2 separate regions of the Pan troglodytes genome follow, and region 1 is linked to region 2. A link is a contact called in public Hi-C data. All regions are on one chromosome and are shown on one strand. The core of a region is the stretch at or near the end of the contact, and the rest is flanking DNA. Distances in the headings are between cores, read along the strand shown.

Region 1 (5,797 bases), core at 1,576-4,075, 1.6 Mb before region 2:
CCTTCCATTTCTTCCACACTTTGCTTCTCCTCTGGACCGTTCTCATCTTTCAAGAAAACCACAGAGGAAAAAAAATGCATCAAGTCAATTTGTGAAATATCTCTTTACGGCTAATATGCAGCACTGAAATTAATTGTAACCAATGTAGCATGACTCCCCATAAAGCCAGGCAGAGAGATGAATCAGAGGCATGAAACAGAAAAATTACCTACATAAATAAGTGCATTTATACTCATCCCTTCTCACATGATTTGCTAGATGAAATGTTTAACTGCAGTAAACAAAATTCACTCAGCAGTCCCGGTAACAAGTCTCTCCTTGCTCGGCATTTCCCAAAATATAATAGAAACTTCAACTCCAGTCCACTTTTCTCCCTTGACTTAAGTAACATGCACTGTGTAAGGAAGGTTGGCTAAGTTTCTCACCCTTTATTTCTCTGTATGATATATGCTGCAAAAAAAAGGTCAATTTTCACTTAACTTCCATACGGCAGTCTAACATACCTATGCTATAAAATATTTTGTCTTGAACAGATTATGTTGGTTGAGTTTATGCTATCATATATAGCTATCTGAAAAATAACTGGTCAGGTGCAATGAAGGCTGTATATTAGCAACTATCTGAAACTTTCTTTTTTCTTAAAATAGCTACTATATCTGTGGATTTATCTGTAGAAATAATAAGCTTTTTGAAGGTTAAGTATAGGCATGGTTTTATAACTCATTGCTGGGAGGGTCTCCAAATTGCTTTTGGTTTGGAAAATGAAGCAAATAAAAATGATGAATTTATACAAAGACATAAGAATAAAGTATAAAACATATAGTGAAGTACAGAAAACAGAAGCAGAAGTTACCAACCAATATTCATGTGGGTTAAAGATGGCCACAAATGCTTTGTCTCTGAAGGAGTGGAGCCCATTCCTTCTCTTTAAGTCCTGACTGGCTGTGAAACTTCTTTAGACCAATGAAATATGGTGGAAGTGATATTCTGGGACCTACAAGCTACCCTGCAAGATCTGGCAGCCTCTACTTTCTCCCCCTGGGAAGCCAGTCCCCATGCTGTAAAGAAGTTGAAGCTGGCCTGCCAAATGGAGGGAGACACATGGAGAGAGGGAGAAAAGATGTGTGGGGAGCATGAAGGGCCAGACCTGTGAGCCAAGCCTTCTTGAACCTTTCCACCCTGCCAGCTGCCAACCAAATGCAGCTGAGCAGTGACCTCAGCCAGTGTCACAAGGAGCAGAAGAGACATCCAGCTGAGCCCTTTAAAAATTCCTGACCCACAAGCAGGACTGAATCACTTAACGTTGTCTTGCTTGAGTGCTTTGACCCGCCATCTCCTCCTCCTACCAACTCTTAATTCCGAGGCAAGAGAATCCTCCCAAGAGGAGGCCACTAGTAGCAGAGCTGAAACAAAAGCCTCAGAAGCAGTGGGGAAGCATTTTACCTGCAGCTCTGGAAAACAACCTATTGAAGAAAGTTTCAGATGGGGAAACATTTAGATTTGACCTAAATGGGGAAAAAAGTTTATAATAGAAGGACAAAAAAAGAAAAAAGAATGATACTCTGAGGTTGGCGAAGAATGCAGTCAATAAATATACGTACAGGATCCCCTGTGTTGGCTTAGCCCTGTGCCGTTTGTGACGGTGGACACAATATAACTACTTTTTTTTTTTTTATAGACACAGAGCCTTGCTGTGTTGTCCAGCCTGGAGTGCAGTGGCATGTTCATAGCTCACTGCAGGCTTTAACTCCTGGACTCAAGCGATCCTCCCACCTCAGCCTCCTGAGTAGCAGGGTCTACAAGGCACATGCCACCAAGCCTGACTAATTTTTTATTTTTTTGGAGAGAAAGGGTCTTGCTTTGTTGCCCAGGCTGGTTTTGAACTCCTGGCCTAAAGCAATCCTCCCACCTTAGCCTCCCAAACTGCTGGGATTACAGGCATAAGACACCACACCTGGCCTGAATATAATATGAGAACCTGGGGTGGCTCTGCATGCCACTTAAATTCAGTGTTCTAAATGGCATATTTACAAGTACTACATGATTATCTGATATTTTCCCTGTTCTGGTTCTCCATGAAGGAAACAGCATTGGCCTTTGCTTAGGGAGGAAATAGTCACTTCTGCTGTTCTTGCTGTCTTAACAAGGCCAAGTTGGTGCAGGAGCATGTGCCAAAAACTTAGCCAATATCTGTCCCTTTCCTCCCACCAAATGGACTCTGAGTCAAGCAGGAAAAATCTGCCAGCTTCTCTGTCTCCCTCAAAAGACAGACCTTTTAACACATTTCACAATAGCCATGAAGTTTGCAGGTGACAAGCTTCCTTTGAAATTACTCTGGTTACCACATCTTCTACAGAGTAGGGGTAGGGAGATTACTTATGAAGTGAGGAAGATAAGAAGGGAAAGAAAAACAGCAGTTAAATTACAGAAAGGTGAGGAATTGGTTCTAATAGTTGTAAATGCATAAGAAGGAAATCCATGGTCAGACCCTGAAATCCAGCTTTCTAATAGTAACAACCAGTCTGGCAGTTTACCTAGTCTACTGCTTCTGGGTTTTTACCCTTAGTTCCTTGTGTGCTACCCCCCTCCCTAGAACAGACATCTGAGTGGCATGCTTTTGTTTTCTCTTTGAGTCTCAGTGGCACTGTTTTCTATTTGCAGTATTTCTGCCCTGGGGAAGCAAACTCAAGAAACACTTGGCACGTTTATCACAGAGCAAATTCTTTCTAGAAGAATGCTGGATTTGCCATTCCAGTAACATGTCCTCAGATAAAAAGGTCCAGGTATATTGCTTTCATCAATTTCCAAGACAGTGCATCCTCAAATCCAGCAGGGGGAACCAATGTAGAAGGCTTATTTTCCAAGCCCAGCATATGCATTCTTGGGCAATTAGATTAGTCATTCATTTCATTCTTTTAGAAGGACATTTTGGCTGGCTTATAACTTTCCATCCATTTTAAATGCTGCAAATGGGTGAGTTCTTAGTGAAATAGGGGGCTTCCACTGGTAGAAAAAGCAAGGCACATTAACACAGTTACCCGTAAGTCTTTGATAAGGACAAGCTTTCTTTTTTATCAGCCTTGTCTGTCTAGCTATCGTCACAGGAAGCACATAAACAATAAAAAGTTAAGTAGAGGGATGTGTAAACTTGAGGTTTTTAGAAGGGATTTTAAAAGCCTTACAATAACGGTGAAGAAATATAGGGAAGTGCGAGGCTATTTTGTTAGCTTAAATAATGCCACATAGAAGCTAAATGTTCTCAGTTAATATTCCTTTAAGATCACATATTTACTTCAGATGATAAATTTCCATAGCATTCATGTCGAGTGTGATATAACACTTTACTTTCCCATGCTGAAAAAGCACAGAAACCTGTGAGAATTCTACTGGTTGTGTCCTTCTAATTTCTCCCATATTAGTACTCTGCCTCCTACTCTTTCAACCAATATTTATCGAATGTGTACTGTTTGCAAAAACATTGCAGAAATTTTATAGAAATAAAATAAGAGGCTCCTGCTGCAACGTGACTATGATAAGAAAGCAGTCCATGTTTGACTCTACATGGGAGAGTTTTGTAAGGGCAAAATCTCAACAACATGATCACGGATTGCTATCCTGATATTTGTAGTTCCTTTTGTGAACGCTACATGGTGATAGGAAGATAAACAAGACATAAGTCTAAATAAATCCATCGCTATACTGGGGAAACAATCTGATGTGTACTTCCTGCTGGTATACTGCTGTCTTTTCTTCTAAAGGTCTATAGATTTCTGGGCACAGACAGACTACGGACAATTCAAAACCAGTGCTTTGCAGATTAGATTATTGGTCTTAATTCTTCAGTCCCCTATAATAAGATTGTGTGTATATGTGTATATATATATATAAAATCAGTGTCCTCCCACTGTGAGCAGAGAATATTTCCATGCCATTGATGTTGGACTTGACCATGAGACTTAATTTAGCTAATGAAATGCTAGTGGAGAGAATGTGAGCAAAGGATTTACATGGGCTGCATAAAAGGATTTGTTGCTTGTGTTCCTGACATTTGCCATGACAAGAAGATGCCCCTGTAGCTCTTGGCTTAAGGAGGATGAGAGATACATGGAGCAAGTTTGAACCCAAGTCACAGTCTGGAACCAAGCCCAAGCAACTCACAGCTTGCAGTAGAACCACCCCACTGAGCCCAGCCTACATCAGCTGAACCATAGTCATCTTACAGACCTGTGAGCATGAGAATAAATATTTTTGTTGTAGGGGACTGCATTTTGGGGTGATTTATTGCACAGCATTATTATGGCAATAGCTGATTAATACACATGTTTATTTTTGTCAGCTCAGGAAGGCTTTAAGTTAACTTTAAAAAAAATTAGCACTCTTTTATAAAAAAATCTAGTCTTTAATTTTGTATTTCCCCATCTATATTTTCATCTCATATGTTCCAAAATTCTCTAGAAGGTACATATTTGAAAAGTAAAATTAGCTGATATAACAGAGGAATGCTCTTAAAGAGTCTGCACTGCCATCAATATAATGATGTTTATGGTTTATTTAACTATAGAGCTCTATGAGCAACAGAATATTAGCTAATACCAGCTAACACTTATTGAATATTGCATATGTTCCACTCAGTGTCTAAATGCTTTGCAAAGGTTATCAAACTTCATTCTCATAAAAACTGCACGAGGCAGGTATTATTATCTGCATTTCATGGATGAGACAACTGAGACACAGGCGTGTTAAGATTCCACAGCTAGCAAGTGATGGCAGCAGGGGACAGTTTCAACCCAGCCTTAGCTGATGTTGGGGCCTATTACTGCCTACTTAGAAATGTAACTATTTATTGTCTGGGTAAGATATGTAAATTATGAAACAGCAAAAATGTGGGAAATGATAATCTCATCTGGATTAACTCAATTAACATTGAACACAACATATATTGAGAATCAAACCCCTCTGGCACTCATATCAAGTGAGTGCAGTGCTACAACTCTAAAGTTTTGTGTTTATTGCTAAAGGTATTTTTATTCTGGAATAATTTTAAGCAACAGAAAGTTGCAAGAACAGGACAAGAACTTTTTTTTCCTGAACCATTTGAGAGTAAGTTGCAGACATAATCACGTCCTAATCATGCCCATCAGCCTTGAATACTTTAGTATATATTTTCTACAAACAAGGACATTCTTTTTCATAACCACAATACAACCATCCAGATCAAAAGATTAACATAGATGACATTCCTGCTATCTAAGCTACAGATCACATTTGTGTTTCGCCAATTTTCAAGAATAACCTAACAGCAATCTAGGATCATACAGCATTCAGTTGTTGTGTCTCTTTAGTTCACAGTAGTCTGGGACAGAGAAGCCCTTCCGACTCTGTCCAAACTCTGTGACCCCTCAGCACCATCCTCTCTCCAATGCAAACACCTACTTTTCTCAGTCCTGCTTAATGGCTTTAGGAAGAAAGGAAAGAAGGAAGGAAAGGAGGGAGGGAATGTTAGTTCCAAATCTTTACAAATTTTGTCTGGAGGTGTCATTAGCTGATTGATCTATTTTAATAGCTTACTCTTAGAAAAGTTTCCGTGTTGGCTGCCTCATTGTTTTAATGAAAAGCCTCATGTGCATCTTTTAGTGCAGATAAAAAGGTGTGCAGTGAATAGTCTCCACCTAGCAGGAGTCGTAGCTGCCGCTTCCTATAGATGTCTCCTTTGCACCAGGCCTTTACACGCTCACACACCTCACACACATAACCATGAACGTCATACCATCGTATTTGACTTTATCTCCATTTTTGC
Region 2 (5,954 bases), core at 3,245-5,744:
CTGGGCTTATCTGCAGCTCCTGCAGTGGGCTTAAGCTCACCAGCGTTATCTCCCCACCCATGTAATAGGTTCAGGAATGAACCTGTGATCAAGTTTAAGCAAATGAGAAACAGTGACCCCCCCAGGGCTCTGTGCAGGGGCTTTTGGAGGACGCTTCTCTCCCTTGAACATTGTGTTATGGGAATGTGATATGTGGAACTGTTATTGCCTAAGAGGAAATCCCAGAGCTGCCAAAGGTCCACTGTATATAGCCTGAGGAGGCTGCCAACAATGAGAAAGGTAGGACAGAGAGCCAGAGAGAAACTGTATTCTTATTGACATATTTTAAGCCACTGTATCAAGCTTTACCTGAAGTTGTACTATACATTTTAACTTCTCAGTTACATGAACCAATGGATTCCCATTGTTGATTTTGCAGGTAAGGCTTAGATCTTCAATGACTTGCAACCAAAAGTATCTTAACTGATAACAGTCCAAGACATTTAATCTATCAAAAGTATGAACTATTTTTTTCTTTTCTTTTCTTTTTGAGATGGAGTTTCGCTTGTATTGCCCAAGCTGGAGTGCATGGTACAATCTCAGCTCACTGCAACCTCCACCTCCTGGGTTCAAGTGGTTCTCTTGCCTCAGCCTCCCAAGTAGCTGGGATTACAGGCACGTGCCACCACGCCCGGCTAACTTTTTGTATTTTTACTAGAAACGGGGTTTCACCACGTTAACCAGGCTGGTCTCAAACTCCTGACCTCAGGTGATCCTCCTGCCTCGGCCTCTCAAAGTGCTGGGATTACAGGCATGAGCCACTGTGCCCATCCAAACTGTGTTTTCTTTACAAAATTTTGAAGATTTTATTCTCGTGAAGAATGCTGAGGGAAAGGAAAATCATGAAGAATGTTTCTTAGGCTTAAAAGAACCTTAATATCTTCTAAGATTAAATCTCAGAACTTCATAGTTGGAGGTAGTTTGGGGATCATCTAGTCCTACTAGTTCCTTTTACACAGGGAGTCAATAAATATGTATATGATGAATGAATAAATGAATGTGAAGACTGAATGAATGAATGAATGTGTGAATGAGGTAGCTTAACTCTAGACAGACCTGAATTGTATTGTTCCATGAAATGACTGTGTGTTTTAGTCAGTTTCAGCTGGTAGTTGGTAACTAAAAGACAGATTTGAGGCTTCTGTGTGTATGTTGTTTCTCATTTTTTTGTCTGGATATACAAGTAAATGGCAGAACCTGGGAAACCCAATTCCAAATCCAATCTACTTTCATGTCCACTAGGGAACATCTCACATCTTCTCATAAAAACAAAGAACACCACAAAGTCCTTTGAGATGACAAGTTTAGATAGTCCTAGAGTTTTAAAACTGGGATATGTTATTGAAGTTCATTTCCAAACCAGTTGCTTTCAATCTGAAATGCATTTTCTCAAGTACAATGTTAGATTCACAGGCTAGCCAACAAAACAGAACAAAATGCAAAACAGCAAACATCTTTTCAACCCAAAATATCTACTAGAACCCAACTAAGTGTTAAGTTCTGGGAACATGAGGTCATGAGATGTGTAAGTACAAGAGAAAAAAAAATCAATGAAATGCTCTTCTATTCCTGTCTTTTCCACTTCCATTTACTGACTATAAAATTACTTCAAAGGGAAATTTGAAAAATTCCAAAAATCTGTTATTGGCCCTGTACTACCTCCCTTTGTGTATTCTTCTCCCATTCTTAGTGTCCTTTTTGTTCCAGGTGCTTGGATGCCCCCCATCTTAAATAATGACAGCTATCGTCTTATTGAGCACTTACTATGAGTCAGGCACTGAGCTAACAGACTCAAAGAGATTAAGTAATTTGTCTACAGTCATGTGGCAAAGCCAACATGGAGCCCAGCTGCGCTAGTCTCTGAAGCCCATGTTCTTAAACTACCCAGGTCTACTACACTGGTTGTCCTCTACCCTGAGCCAAGTCCTTCCTGATATGAGAATCCACCTCCTCCCTTCCTATTACAGCCAAAAGGGTTTCATGCTAAAGATTGCCGGCATTCCATCCCCTTCAATCAAAACAGTCATCCCCTTATTGTAGCCAAAGTGCCTTAGAAAACAAAAGAGGAGGGCAAACTGAAGTAACTCATGATAACCTCATGTTTCCAGAGATTGTACATACTATTTCAAAGGGGGCACACATTATTATAAGTTCACCTTCAACTAGTAGCATTTCAGGTAGCTGATAAGAGCGGGAAGTGAAAAAATATGTATGCAGCAAAAGAGTATATATTTTTGGACAGAATAGGAGGCCAGAGATTCTCCTAAGAGTTTGCCTCCAAAGTCAGTACCCCAGTATAGAATATATTTTCACAATTTCTTTTCTTTTCCCATATTTTAATCCATAGCTTAAAAAGGGAAAAAAAGCAACAAAAAATAATTGGCATTCAATAAATCCTTGCTGCCTTTATTTGTCATGTGATGAAACCAAAGCCTAGGGCAACAAATATGAAGTCATATAACAAATGGCAGCCCAGGGAAGGGAAACCTCCGAACTGCTAACTCCCAGGCCAGTACAATTTATTTTTGATACCTATAACCCAATTCACCAATTGATCTTTCTTTTCTGTTTAAGGCCTGCTTGAATGAAGACAAAACTGATTAAATATGGCTATAAACCCACAGGAATTTGACCAGGCAAAAATTTCCTTTTTTAAACAGAACCAACTCCTATCTGAAAATGGCTTCTAGAAATAATTATTTAATAAAATAATTTAATCCATGTGTTTGTTTCATAGTAACAGAAAAATATCCACCTCCCTTTCCTCCCAAAATTCAGCTGCTGCATATCAGTTTAATTGTACTACCTAGCAGTTCAAAGAAATTGGCTTTTCAATGGACATTAGAATCTAAAAACTCCTAGATTTAATGGGTCTGTCCTCTGAGGCCCACAAAAGTGCAATCATAGAACAATAGGGTCAATACATTTCTTATCAAGGGTTCACCTACTTTGATATCACCCATTCTTGGAAGGGAACTCAGGTCAAACTGTTATCAAACAAATATATAAATAGATAAACTAAATGAAGCTAATGAAGAGACCACAGTCAAATAGTCCTGGGAAAGACTATTAGCTGGCCTTCTTCAGAAATAAACGTGCAGGGAAAAATTGAGAAAGCACAAAGGAGAAAGTCATGCACCTCTAAGGATAGAGCAAATAAAGATATTAGTTTAAGGCAACGGTCCTCCAGGTAAATATAAAAGCTAAGTTCTTACCACCAACATGAACAAGTGAAATACACTTATTTGATGGAAAACTTACGGGCACAAAGCAATTGTTGACCAAATAGCAGAAACCAGTCTACAAAAGTCATAATTAAAAATACAAGTATAATTCTGTTAATTAGGCATAGAAATTTATAATCTCCACGTCTTACAATTGTCCAGTGTTTATTCATGTACCTAAATTAAACTACAATAATTTCAATCCAGGCAAACCACCCTAGAAGACTTTTTTCTTAAGATGTTTATATCTAAACCCATGCCCAGATCAGCAAAAACATTTAGAAAGGAAAATATTCTATTAAATTTTTTAAAAACATTTTATTGGGGGATCGTTAAATATAAATAATCCATTTTAAATAATATAAACACATAGTAGAAGTACATAAAACATACCTTCATTTTCTAAAACATAGAGAACAGTAACTTCTTCCCCTCCAAAAGAACAGACCATTTAATACCATTTAAAAAAATCTTTTGGCATTCCTATTGCCCTTCCCATAACTAAATGAATCAGTGACACGTGTATATATATACATATATTGGAGATGGAGTTTCGTTCTTGTTGCCCAGGCTGGAGTGCAATGATGCAATCTTGGCTCACTGCAACCTCTGCCTCCCGGGTTCAAGTGATTCTCCTGCCTCAGCCTCCCAAACAGCTGGGATTACGGGCGCCCAGCTAATTTTTTCTACATGTTGGTCAGGCTGGTCTCGAACTCCTGACCTCTGGTGATCCTCCCACCTCGGCCTCCCAAAGTGCCGGAATTACAGGCGTGAGCCACCACACCCAGCCCTGATGTATATATTTGAATCTGCTTTTTATTCATATGTTGAATAAATATTCACAGTTGGGATTACTGGCATACATCTTCCACAATTATAACATTATTTTAGCTAGTGAATAATAAAACTAATTTGATTTTGGTTAACTTCTTTTCAATACAGATGGTTTAAAAATAAGACAAAGCCTGTCTTTTTCTATTGTGATCTTAAAAATATCTTTCTAACATGCTTTTTAAAAAAATACATAAGTATGCTACCACTGCCTTGTAGTAAACTTTAGAAAATGTTGAGATTCCAAAGGGCTGCCTACAAACCAAATGGCATCCTAGCTTTGGCAGGCTGATGCTTCATTTCGGCTGCTCTCGCCCCCTCTAGCGTTTGCAAAGCTCATCTGTCTGATTATCCAGTTACCTCACTGAACAAGATCTTGGCTAAGTCCTGCCCATCTATGACATCACCCCCTTCTTCAGCCACTGCGAGGTGAAGCTTTAAACTTCAGACTTGGAGGTGGGCTGTGTGCAGTAAACTGGAATGCTCTCCCTCGCTCACTCCTCAGTGTAGGAGTGATCTGAAGCAGGACAAGCTCAGCCTGCAGCTGCCGTGGGCTTTGTGTGGACTGGACGCAGAGCTTGGGAGACGGGGGAGGGCTATTACTCCAATTCACTGTCAATGGAATTACAGCTATAGCGGCAGTGTATATAGGATTGCTTTTTCTCGTCTTCCTGGTAAGTGTTTTCCATGTTTTTTCTTATGATTGTCCCAGAAAGTTTGCTTGGTTTTACTCTCTAGAAAGAAAGAAACGACTTGATACTATGAGAAATCCAAATAGGAACGTTTGCTCTGTCACCAGAACAAGCAATATATGTGCGTGCAAGCCAGCAATGAAAAATTTCACTATGATGGCTGAATGTAAGAAGTTTCTTAGAACCTTCTTTCATTTATAAAAGATAGTAAGTGGCTATTTTCTGTCTTGAGTAATTGCTATGTGAAAAGAGCCTTATGGAAAACAGCAAGTTGGAAAGTTCAATGTTAAATATTAAAGAATACAAGGAGATTCTTCACAGATAGAAAAGCAACTTGGTGTGTACTGTACGTGTGGTATGATCACCAATTGCTGTTTTTACAACTGTGAAAGAAAATCAATAATCCCTCAGCCCATGAGTACGCAGTACATGAAAAGCATACATCTTGCTCACAGCTAGCCGAGCTACTCCTGGAGACTTATGTGCCTCTGTAAAGGATTAACAGCTACACCTAGATTTTAAAGCTTGCACTGCTATCGTGCCTGAGCTGCTTCAAGCATTTCAGGCTTGCAAATCTCAACTAGTAAATTGAACTCAGAGGAGGGGGAGACACTCTTCCAAACCATATTCCCTCTTCAACAGAACGCCAAAATCCATTGCTTAGGCAAGTGAAGTATGTGACTAGCATAGTAAATGGCTAAGTCTACTCAGAAAAACTAACAAAGCTCACCCTGGAAGCTATGCCTGATGTATGCAGTGAGTTTGGGGTAGCAGGAAAGAAAAATAAATGAGTAGAGCCCTTATCAAGTGGGTTTTGCAGAGGATCCATTCTTTGCAACTTATAATAGGAAAATCTTATATTGGAAGAAATGCATTTATACTACAAAGCTTGAAAAAGTAGTTAAATGTATCTTCTCAAAAAATTTTGTTCACTGAATTAGGTCTGAAACAAAATGGTTGCATATAGGTAAAGAGTGCAACAGGCCCATCCATGTCTTCTCAACATCTGGGGGGTTTGTTTTTATTATTTTATTTAGAATTTAAAAGAAAAAAAATTGATTTTTTTTCAACTGTTAGTCCAAAATCTCTAATGGTTTTAATAACAAGGCTATTTTAAACATTCTTAATAAATCTGTCTATTAATAAATCTGTCTAAAATGCTCATCTA

Evidence for each region. A called contact is a pair of places that touch in the nucleus more often than the background predicts.
Region 1: a Hi-C map of stem cell-derived neural progenitor cells shows a contact between it and region 2, with 5 times the contacts expected there. The contact joins the enhancer-like site here to the promoter of FLRT3 in region 2. A contact is called at or near these places in 2 of 7 Hi-C or Micro-C datasets (blood and stem cell-derived neural progenitor cells) and 1 of 1 datasets of contacts at active chromatin or transcription factors (stem cell-derived excitatory neurons).

The regions. Positions count from the first base shown.
Region 1 is chr21:22,446,984-22,452,780 of NHGRI_mPanTro3-v2.0_pri, reverse strand. It overlaps MACROD2 (mono-ADP ribosylhydrolase 2), which reads right to left. Exons shown (of 17, transcript XM_063803023.1): 11 at 1-46. The region is part of intron 1 of LOC134809177 (a long non-coding RNA gene); the gene reads left to right. Among named protein-coding and RNA genes, the nearest start is that of KIF16B, 640 kb to the left of the region's middle. Within about 2 kb of position 2,825, at least 4 of the 24 cell types and tissues checked have an H3K27ac peak or open chromatin away from gene starts, as enhancers often do. A contact at or near this core is called in stem cell-derived neural progenitor cells, where this site is marked.
Region 2 is chr21:20,865,728-20,871,681 of NHGRI_mPanTro3-v2.0_pri, reverse strand. It overlaps FLRT3 (fibronectin leucine rich transmembrane protein 3), which reads left to right and starts at 4,494. Exons shown (of 2, transcript XM_001136869.6): 1 at 4,494-4,768. The region is part of intron 3 of MACROD2 (mono-ADP ribosylhydrolase 2); the gene reads right to left.